Regions from separate parts of the Pan troglodytes genome. Here region 2 is linked to region 1. The links are chromatin contacts, called in public Hi-C maps. All regions are on one chromosome and are shown on one strand. The core of a region is the stretch at or near the end of the contact, and the rest is flanking DNA. Distances in the headings are between cores, read along the strand shown.

Region 1 (4,912 bases), core at 636-3,135:
GTCCCAGCAGACTAATACAATGTGACTGTTTACTTTCTTCTCTACTACAGGCAAGCTGCAAAGTGCTGCTAGGTAATATCACACAGCCACTGCTGATTGTGTAGGTTGAGTTGGGGAGAGGTTGTTACTATGAGACCTATTCCAGAGCAGAAACAGGAAGATTGTGAATCTCATCCTCGTCACTTGCCCATGGCCTGCAGCATCCAGACCCCTCGAGGTCCTCTCCTATCTTCTTGCCAAAGCTTACTTTCAGGGAGGACTTGGAAATTCATTCCCTCTAGGTGGTAAATAATGTAACAGCATAAAGTGTTATGTCACCTAGGGACATATAAATTGAGCCGAGAGCCAAGTGTTAAGCTAAAGGGATGACAATCTAACAGTGAAATATCATCTAGCATCTACCTGTCCAACAATATGAATCTACTGCGAGCTCAGGAACATCCCCAGTATCAGATGTAAAGCTCTGGGGATAAGAGGGCAAAGAAGGCAATTACCTGAATTGTGGAGCTCACATGTGTTGAGAGAAACAGACAAATAAGCAGATTATGATACAGTGTGATAAAGGCTGTAAATGTGAATGAAGTGCTATAGGAACATAGAGCTTCAGGCTCAGGCCAAATAGGCAGGGGGGCATGTGTGTGTGTAGACATCTATATATGTATACATATATACACATGTGTATATTTTATTATAGGTATACATTATAGGTATGTATGCATTATTATATGTATGTGTATACATATATGTGTTTGTGAGAGTGTGTAGGTGGGTGGGTGGGTGTGTAAAAGTAAGCCCTTACTGGCCAGGCGCGGTGGCTCACGCCTGTAATCCCAGCACTTTGGGAGGCCAGAGCGGGTGGATCACTTGAGGTCCAGAGTTCGAGACCAGCCTCACCAACATGGAGAAACCCCGTCTCTACTAAAAATACAAAATTAGCCGGGTTTCACATGCCTGTAATCCCAACTACTCGGGAGGCTGAGGCAGGAGAATCGTTTGAACCCAGGAGGCTGAGGTTGCGGTGAGCCAAGATTGCACCATTGCACTCCAGCCTGGGCAGCAACAGTGAAACTCTGTCTCAAAACAAAAACAAAAACAAAAACAAAAACAAAAAAAACAAAAGTAAGCCCTTACCAAGATAACAGCAAATGCTCATTGGATAACTTAAATGCTATGTGCCAAGCACACTGTCTACTTGTGTTTAATTCTCACAACAAACTATGATGTAGAAAAATATTGCTACCCTTGTGTTTGCAAACAAGGAAGCCAAAGCACAGAGATGTTAGATTGTCCAAGATCACACAACTAGTAAGTGGCAGAACTTGTAGAATTTCTACTCAAGCAGTCTCGCTACAGAGCCTTCTCCCCAACCACTACATGATATTGTCTCTCCCTCATCTTCCCAGGAATCCTGAAAATGTACCATATACACATAAATCCAAATCTGGAAACTGACTTTAGATAGTTGTAATTGTAGTTGAGATTCTTTTTTGGCTGCAAGAAAGAGAAGCCCTCGAAAGCAATTCAAATATGTGTTTATGATGCAGAATATGACATCAACAAAAAGCAAGCTGGGACCCCGTGGAACTAGAGACGGGCCTCATTGGGAGCCCCAGGGACCACAGCAGCACATCCCTCTGCCCCCTTAATGCTCTCTGAGGCCGTAAGAGCCCCCTTCTCTGCTGTCCTCTGTTTTAAATTTCTCCTTCCTGCAGACCCACTTTATTTACTAATCACACAGTTGAAAACGGCTGAGCCCCATAGGACTTTTCAGTTCAAGGGATTAAACTCTGACTCCCTTTGTTCAAGACAGAGAATTGGATTGGTCGTTAATGAGGGGATAGATTAGCGCCTGTGGAGAGCAGTTCGCGGGGGAGGCAGGTTGCCATGTGAGTGAGTGGGGTGCTCAAAGGCAGAAGGTGCACCCGCAGCCAAGCACCGTTGCCAGAGGGGCTCAGAGTGGGCGGCCTTATTAAAGGAGGCTTGGCTGGGCATGTGCTCCCCAGCAGATCAGATACACCATACAAGCAGCATCCCCCTAGGGGATCTTTGCTCAAAATAAGCTCTGTTTTAAATGCAACATGTACACCATTTAGTCTCCTTAACAGACAACTGCCTTTTTCTCTTTTTCAAATATTATTGAGCTGAGCTCAATGCCCCATGAAATCTGTAAATGTTTTGTTCCAAGTAACCAGTAGTGAGTCCCAGAACCAGCACGCAACATATAATAATACAAAGATAAATGGAAAAGGAGGTGATAATGTATGGAGAGAGATACGAATTTTTAAGAAGTGAAACAGACACCAATCCTATAAGGAATATGAATCAGTCCCCTCTGGCAAGTAATACTCATAATTTGCGTAAGTTACTGAGTTAAGGAGTACATATTTATGGGTCCCTATATAACCTATGAGTGGGAAAAAATGGGCCAAAATTCACCTTATTTTTAAAAATGACATATTAATTTATTTGGCTAATTTACTAGGCTAGCCATTAAACCACAATAATTTTAAATAAATGAGTATAAAGTAGATGATCCTTAACCAAAACTATGGAATGTATCCTTTTTCCCTTCTACTAAATAGAGATGGAATAAATCAGTTGAAAAGAATTGGCTTAGAAGGTGACAGAGGCCAGGCACCATGGCTCACGCCTGTAATCCCAACACTTCAGGAGGCCAAGGTGGGAAGATCACTTGCGCCCAGGAGTTTGAGACCAGCCTGGGCAACACAGAGAGACCCTGTGTCTACAAAATTAAAATTGAAAAATTATCTGTGTGTAGTGGTGCGTGCCTGCGGTCCTAGCTCCTTGGGAGACTAAGGTGGGAGGATTGCTTGAGCCCAAGAGGTCTAGGCTGCAGTCAGCTGTGACCATGCCACAGCACTCTAGCCTGGGTGACAGACAGAGACTCCCTGTCTCCAAAAATAAAAAAAGTGACAGATGACAACATGAATACTTTTCATTCACAACAAACACTGTTTCAGGCAAAATTCCATAAACATATATAAAACTGGCAATATAGCATCATATATAACTCTGGGTTTAGTCTACTGAATTTGAATTCTGGCTCTACCACAAGCTGTGTAATCTTGGGCAAGTTATTAAACTCTCTGGGTTAAGATTTCTTTATGCAAAAAATAGGGAAAATAATACTGGCATGAGGTTATTGACAGCCATAAGATAGGTTGATCCTATATAAAATACTTAGCACGATGCCATCGCCTTACAATTATTAATAATTAGTAGCACCTCCTTTCAACAGGAAATAGGCATTCTGGACTTATGCATCAGACAGCCATAGTTTAGCCATCACTATTGAGAGACTTGCCTTATATTATTATTCTGGTTTCTCAGGTCAGAAAACATCTTCTGTTTTTGTTTTTCTTCTGATATTCCTTACTTCTTGTATCTCACACAAAATATGTCAGTCACAATTCTGGGTCTGGCATGGTGGCTTATGACTATAATCCCAGCACTTTGGGAGGCCGAGGTGGGTGGGTCACTTCAGGTCAGGAGTTTGAGACCATCCTGTCCAACATGGTGAAACCTTGTCTCTACAAAAAAATACAAAAATTAGCCGGGCATGGGGCACGTGCCTGTAATCCCAGCTACTCAGGAGGCTGAGGCAGGAGAATCACTTGAACCCAGGAGGTGGAGGTTGCAGTAAGCTGAGATCGCACCACCGCACTCCAGCCTGGGTGACAGAGCAAGACTCCATCTCAAAAAAATAATAATAATAAAAGTAAATAAATCAATAAATTCTGGCTTCTAACTTCCATTTCTTTCAAATCAGTGTATTAAAAATATATATCTGAGGTCTGAGGCTTCAACCTGAACAAGTTTCTTTATTTGTAAAAGATTATCCTCAAATATATTTCTAAAGTTCCAGTCCTCAGAATAACATAATAAAGTGTATTTCCCTGTTAGCATCTATTACATCCTCATTTTCCTTTTTAGCACAAGTCTGAACTTATGTGGAATTCTGGGAGACGTTTTGAAGCTATTGATGAAGTGGTGAATCCAACAGAAATAGATACACATGCAAAGCAGTGTGTATTGGACATGAATCACCATAGGGGTGTCTCATCCTCATCGTATCTATGAAGAAGAGATGTTAACACACACCAGCCTCACAGCAATAGCATAGATGACACAGGGAAGACATGGAATGTTTTTCTTTCCTCTCGCTTTGTTTTATTTTTTATTTTTGTCTTATTTATTTATTTATTTATTTATTCAAGATAGGATCTCGCTCTGTCACCCAGGCTGGAGTGCAGTGGCTCAATCTTGGCTCACTGTAGCCTTGACCTCCTGGGCTCATACAGTCCTCTCATCTCAGCCTCCCAAATAGCTGGGACCTCAGGCGCATGCCACCATGCCTGGCTAATTTTTTTGTATTTTTTTGTAGAGATAGGATCTCACTATATTGCCCAAACACATCTCGAACTCCTGGACTCAAGCGATCTGCATGCCTCGGCCTCCCAAAGGGCTGGGATTACAGGTGTAAGTCACCGCATCTGGCCTATTTTTTGTGTTTAACCAATACTTTTATTTTTTCTTTTAGGTTGGACAAAACATCTAATGTATAATATTAATATATTCACCTTTATACCAATACAGTTGTGAAATATAATTTTCTTTCTTCTTTTTTATTAAGTCCAACTTTTATTTTAGATTTGGGGGGCACATGTGTAGGTTTGTTACATGGGTATATTGCATGATGCTGAGATTTGTGATACAAATAATCCCATCCACCAGGTAGTGAGCATAGCAGCCAATAGTTTTTCAACCTTTGTCCCACTTCTCCCTCCCAACCCCCACAAGAAGTCCCCAGTGTCTATTGTTTCCATTGTCAAGGACATGGAATTTTTTGTGGCGCACCACAAAGTATCAATATATTTAATTTCATCACATG
Region 2 (4,420 bases), core at 1,862-4,361, 86 kb after region 1:
TGTGAAATCTCCAGCCCCATGGCTGGAGGCAATTTCATGCTTGACTAAATCGCAGAGGCCTCCATGTATATGTCTTACAGCACTTAGCACAGTCTACATTGTATTATTACCATCTGTGTCCGTCTCGTTTATTCTACCAAGCCATAAGCTGCTTGAAGGGTGAGATGATGCTAAATTCACTTTATATGCCTCATAGTACTTAGTATAGTACCTTTAATTCTTAATAAGCATGTCAAGTGGCAAAAAGAAAAAGCCTAGTTGTATAGAAAAACTGTTTTTTAAAATGTACAAAGCTCCTTAAAAAGGAATGAAATTCTGACACGTGCTACAACAGGGATGAACCTTGCAAACGTTATGCTAAGTGAAATAAGCTGCAGGCACACAGAAGGAAGACTATTGCTTGATTCCACTTATGAGATGCCCAGAAGTCACTTACGGGGAGAGAAAGTAGAAGGGTGGTTGCAGGGCCTGGAGGAGGGGGAATGAAGAGTTAGTGCTTAATGAGTACAGATTCAGTTTAGGATGAGAAAAAGTTCTAGAAACGGATAGCAGTGAATGGTTGTATGACAACATGAATGTACTCAATGCCATTGAATTGTACACTTGAAAAAATAGTAAATTTTCATGTATACTTTACCACAATTTAAAAAATAAGATATATGAATGAATAAAATTTTTTGTTTAAAAAAAAGGTAAAAAAAAAGGAAAGGAAAAATGTATAAAGCTGACTGGCACCTCGGTTGGAAAGCACCCCTTGTTCCCTTTGAACAAAGCGCTGTGGAGGCATTATGGGGTGACCAGAGTGGCTCACAGACCGGTCCCTGAATGGCCTCTGCCTCTTGGTGGCTGTGTGACCTTAACTCAACTTTTGGTGATAACTGCCAAGGTAGAATTCAAGAAACAGAGTCTTGCAATATAAAGAAGCTCCACAGACTTCCAATGCTATGGTATTTTAACTTCCATCTGAATGGGCATTTACAATCTTTTATTAGTATACATTTCCTGTTTCCTTTATTTTTCTAGCCTCTCTGGTGTTCTCTGTAGTTCATACATTTTCATTTCTAATCGCCCCTGGTATAGCCCAAATTGGCTCCCATGTTGCTCTGGGAGGCACTCAGTTCATCACTCTGACCTGGGTGAGTAACCACTTACTGCTTTCTGCCAGTTGCCACAGCAATCTAATATTCAATTAAGTATTTCACTGGCATAACCATACTAGTTCCCTTTGTAGCTTGCTCCAAGTCCAAGTAAATTACGTCCATTTCTTCACCCAGTGGGTTCATTGTCACTGATTCAAAGAAATTAATCATGCTGGTTAAGCCCAGCTGCCTTTCTGTAAATCTATCTCTATCCAATTTGTATGTTTCCAAGTGTTCTAGCTTAATCCCTGATCAAAGATCATACATAGGGTTTTTTTCCCCCCCCCAATTTAGGAGATGAGCTTATAGGTATGTGGTTCTCAGTTTAATTCCTACATTTAAAAATACACACAGATAAAGATGACTTGCTGTGTCTCCCTGAACTCTTTATATATATATATTTTTCTTTGGAAGAAAAACCTGTCATATACTTTCTTTTATTTGCCATCCCTTCTGAAATATTTTCTTTCCACTTTCTCTTTGCAATTTCCTAATTATTTTTTCTCAATCCCTCTAAAATAGAGCCTAAAATATTTGTTCTATTGTTTCTGCTGTCATCAATTATACATTTTCTGCCTCCAGGATATAGCACTATTTCTTGCTTGTTTTCTTCAGTCTCTCTAACAAACACAGAAGAATCCTTTTGTTCCTAAGAGAATTCTCTCTGCTGACACCAAGACCTGTCAACACACTTCAAGGTTCGTCCTTCCTTACTATGAGATTGCTTAAGCCTTTACACCACGTGGTTGCTTCTTTCCATTGACAGCACCGGCTGCCCCAGTCACATTCTTTTTTTTTTTTTTTGAGATGGAGTCCCGCTCTGTCACCCAGGCTGGATGGAGTGCAGTGGTGCGACTGTGGCTCACCGCAACCTCCACCTCCCGGGTTCAAGCATTTCTCTGCCTCAGCCTCCCGAGTAGCTGGGATTACAGGCGCCCGCCACCGCGTTTGGCTTTTTTTTTTTTTTTTTTGTATTTTTAGTAGAGATGGGGTTTCACCATCTTGGTCAGGCTGGTCTTGAACTCCTGACCTCGTGATCCACCCACCTTGGCCTCCCAAAGTGCTGGGATTACAGGCATGAGCCACCATGCCTGGCACATTCTTTTACTTTAGATGTATGAGATAGGGTCATGGTTTGAGAGGAAATTTTATGCTTGTTCTCATTATAATCTGTAGATGAATCCTACCTCATAGTGTCCCAATAATATAAATTGAAAAATACTTCTGTGAAATTCTACCAGTCAGTAGAATTTTTACCAAAAGAACCCTGGGCTCCTTCTGCATTTTGCCAGGGCAAGAGTTGTTGATGCTTGTATTGTAAATCAAGGATTATTCCTAGATTCTGAAATGTTTTCTCAATCATACTGATATAAAAGTTAATCTTTCCTTCATTTTCAGCATTGAACACTTTTTATTGTGTTGAAATGTTTAAAATATGAACACAAGTAATCCCTAAATTCTATACTTGGTGGCTTTTAATTAATCAAAAAATTTCATTCCCAGTGAATAATATAACATTTTCCTATATGTTACCGCACATTTTTCCTGTTATTTTTACTGTGAGACAGATCTAAGAATCCAAGGTAAATAAATACTATTACCATCACTGTATGAAAGCAAAGGCTGTGGAAAGTTGGTCAGATTGGCTATTATATTTAATATTCCATTGAACATATGGATTATAAAAATATAAACTTGGGTAGAAATCTTCTCCAAAGACCCCTTTCCCACTTGTAAAAATTTAAATGGTTATACAAAAAAACCTATCAAAGAATTCCAGCATGCCCGGGCCCATCTGTCCTGTCATTACATTCTCCATGTTCCCTATCTGATGTGCATCCCCCGCTCCCTGAAACGCCATCACCTGTCTGCGCTAGTAATTCCTTCTTTTCAGATGAACTGAACAGCAGGAGCCTGCTGTTAGAAAGGAGCCCCTCTAAGAGGAAGGGACCGGAATGCAGAAGCCGCAGAGACTGAGGACATCTGGCAACTGAAAAGGAATGCACTGGGGGAGGGAGGCTGCAGTGCCCATGCCAGTGCCTAGGGAGAGTCTGGGCAAAGTGAACCATCACTCAAAAGAGTCACACAAATACCACAAATGAGGGGGAACACAGGAGAGATGCCCTCAGGGCTTGAAGGAAAAACTGCAGATCAATGCCTGGAGGGAGGGAGGGAGGCTTTGTGACCAAGAGAAAGCAAACAAGTAACTGGACCAACTCCAGGGACAGAAGGTGCTATCCCTGGAAAGCAGACCAATACAGCAGGAAAAAGGTTGACTCTTAGAATAAGAGATTCAGTGAATTCTGGACAAAATTTCAAAGCTTTACTAAGAGCACAACAGATGAGAGGAAAGATAAAATGATTTCATTTGTAGGGAGAGAACACTTTTTAAGGGCAATGGCTCATTTTAAAACTGGTTTTATGGGGGTTAGAGCTATAGAAAATTATTGTACAGCACTATAAAAATAAATATCATAAATTGTGGCTGGGCTCCATGGCTCATGCCTGTAATCCCAGCACTTTGAGAGGCTGAGGCAGGTGAATTGCCTGAGCTCAGGAGTTCGAGACCAGCCTGGCCAACATGGCAAAACCCCGTCTCTACTGAAAATACAAAAAAATTAGCCGGGCGTGGTGTGCGCCTGCAATCCCAGCTACTCAGAAAGCAGAGGCAGGAGAATCACTTGAACCCGGGAAGTGGAGGTTGCAGTGAGCCGAGATTGCACCACTGCACTCCAGCCTGGGCAACAGAGTGAGACTCCCATCTCAAAAAAAAAAAAAAAATCATAAATTGTGAGCTTTGTACTTAATGTAAGTAGGTTTGAAATTTATTCTTTTCCATTTTTCCTAGTTTATTTTTAAGTTAAAAAGTGTGCCAAAAATATGAATGCAGGCCTCAGGTTTTGGTGGATACAAATATACCTATGGCTTCATCTGAAATACAGAGGTAAGGTGAATTTAAGGCATTTAAAAACATAACACTTTATAGTAAGATTTCAAGTCGGCAACATAGAAAATGCTACCAAAAAAGCAATACCTCCACAAAGCAGAAATTTGCTTTATTTATGAAATGCAGGCACAGAGGAAATGAAGCTTACAGAAACAATAAAACAGATGACACTTAAGACAAATACTATATATTTATATGAGATATAAAAAGAGTCCACTATTTTGAGTATACTTCATGATGCTTTCCTATGTAATGAACAGTGCTTCATTGTTGAGTTTAAATAATCCTAGTAGCTATTTGTCTCATTAAATAATATATTTTCTTTCCTAACACA

Evidence for each region. Hi-C and Micro-C count contacts between places; a contact is called where the count stands out from the background.
Region 2: a Hi-C map of stem cell-derived neural progenitor cells shows a contact between it and region 1, with 2.6 times the contacts expected there. The contact joins two enhancer-like sites. A contact is called at or near these places in 2 of 7 Hi-C or Micro-C datasets (blood and stem cell-derived neural progenitor cells).

The regions. Positions count from the first base shown.
Region 1 is chr3:170,697,921-170,702,832 of NHGRI_mPanTro3-v2.0_pri, forward strand. No RefSeq gene overlaps it. Among named protein-coding and RNA genes, the nearest start is that of CBR4, 8.4 kb to the left of the region's middle. Within about 2 kb of position 1,886, at least 8 of the 24 cell types and tissues checked have an H3K27ac peak or open chromatin away from gene starts, as enhancers often do. A contact at or near this core is called in stem cell-derived neural progenitor cells, where this site is marked.
Region 2 is chr3:170,782,805-170,787,224 of NHGRI_mPanTro3-v2.0_pri, forward strand. The region is part of intron 11 of SH3RF1 (SH3 domain containing ring finger 1); the gene reads right to left. Among named protein-coding and RNA genes, the nearest start is that of CBR4, 93 kb to the left of the region's middle. Within about 2 kb of position 3,112, at least 9 of the 24 cell types and tissues checked have an H3K27ac peak or open chromatin away from gene starts, as enhancers often do. A contact at or near this core is called in stem cell-derived neural progenitor cells, where this site is marked.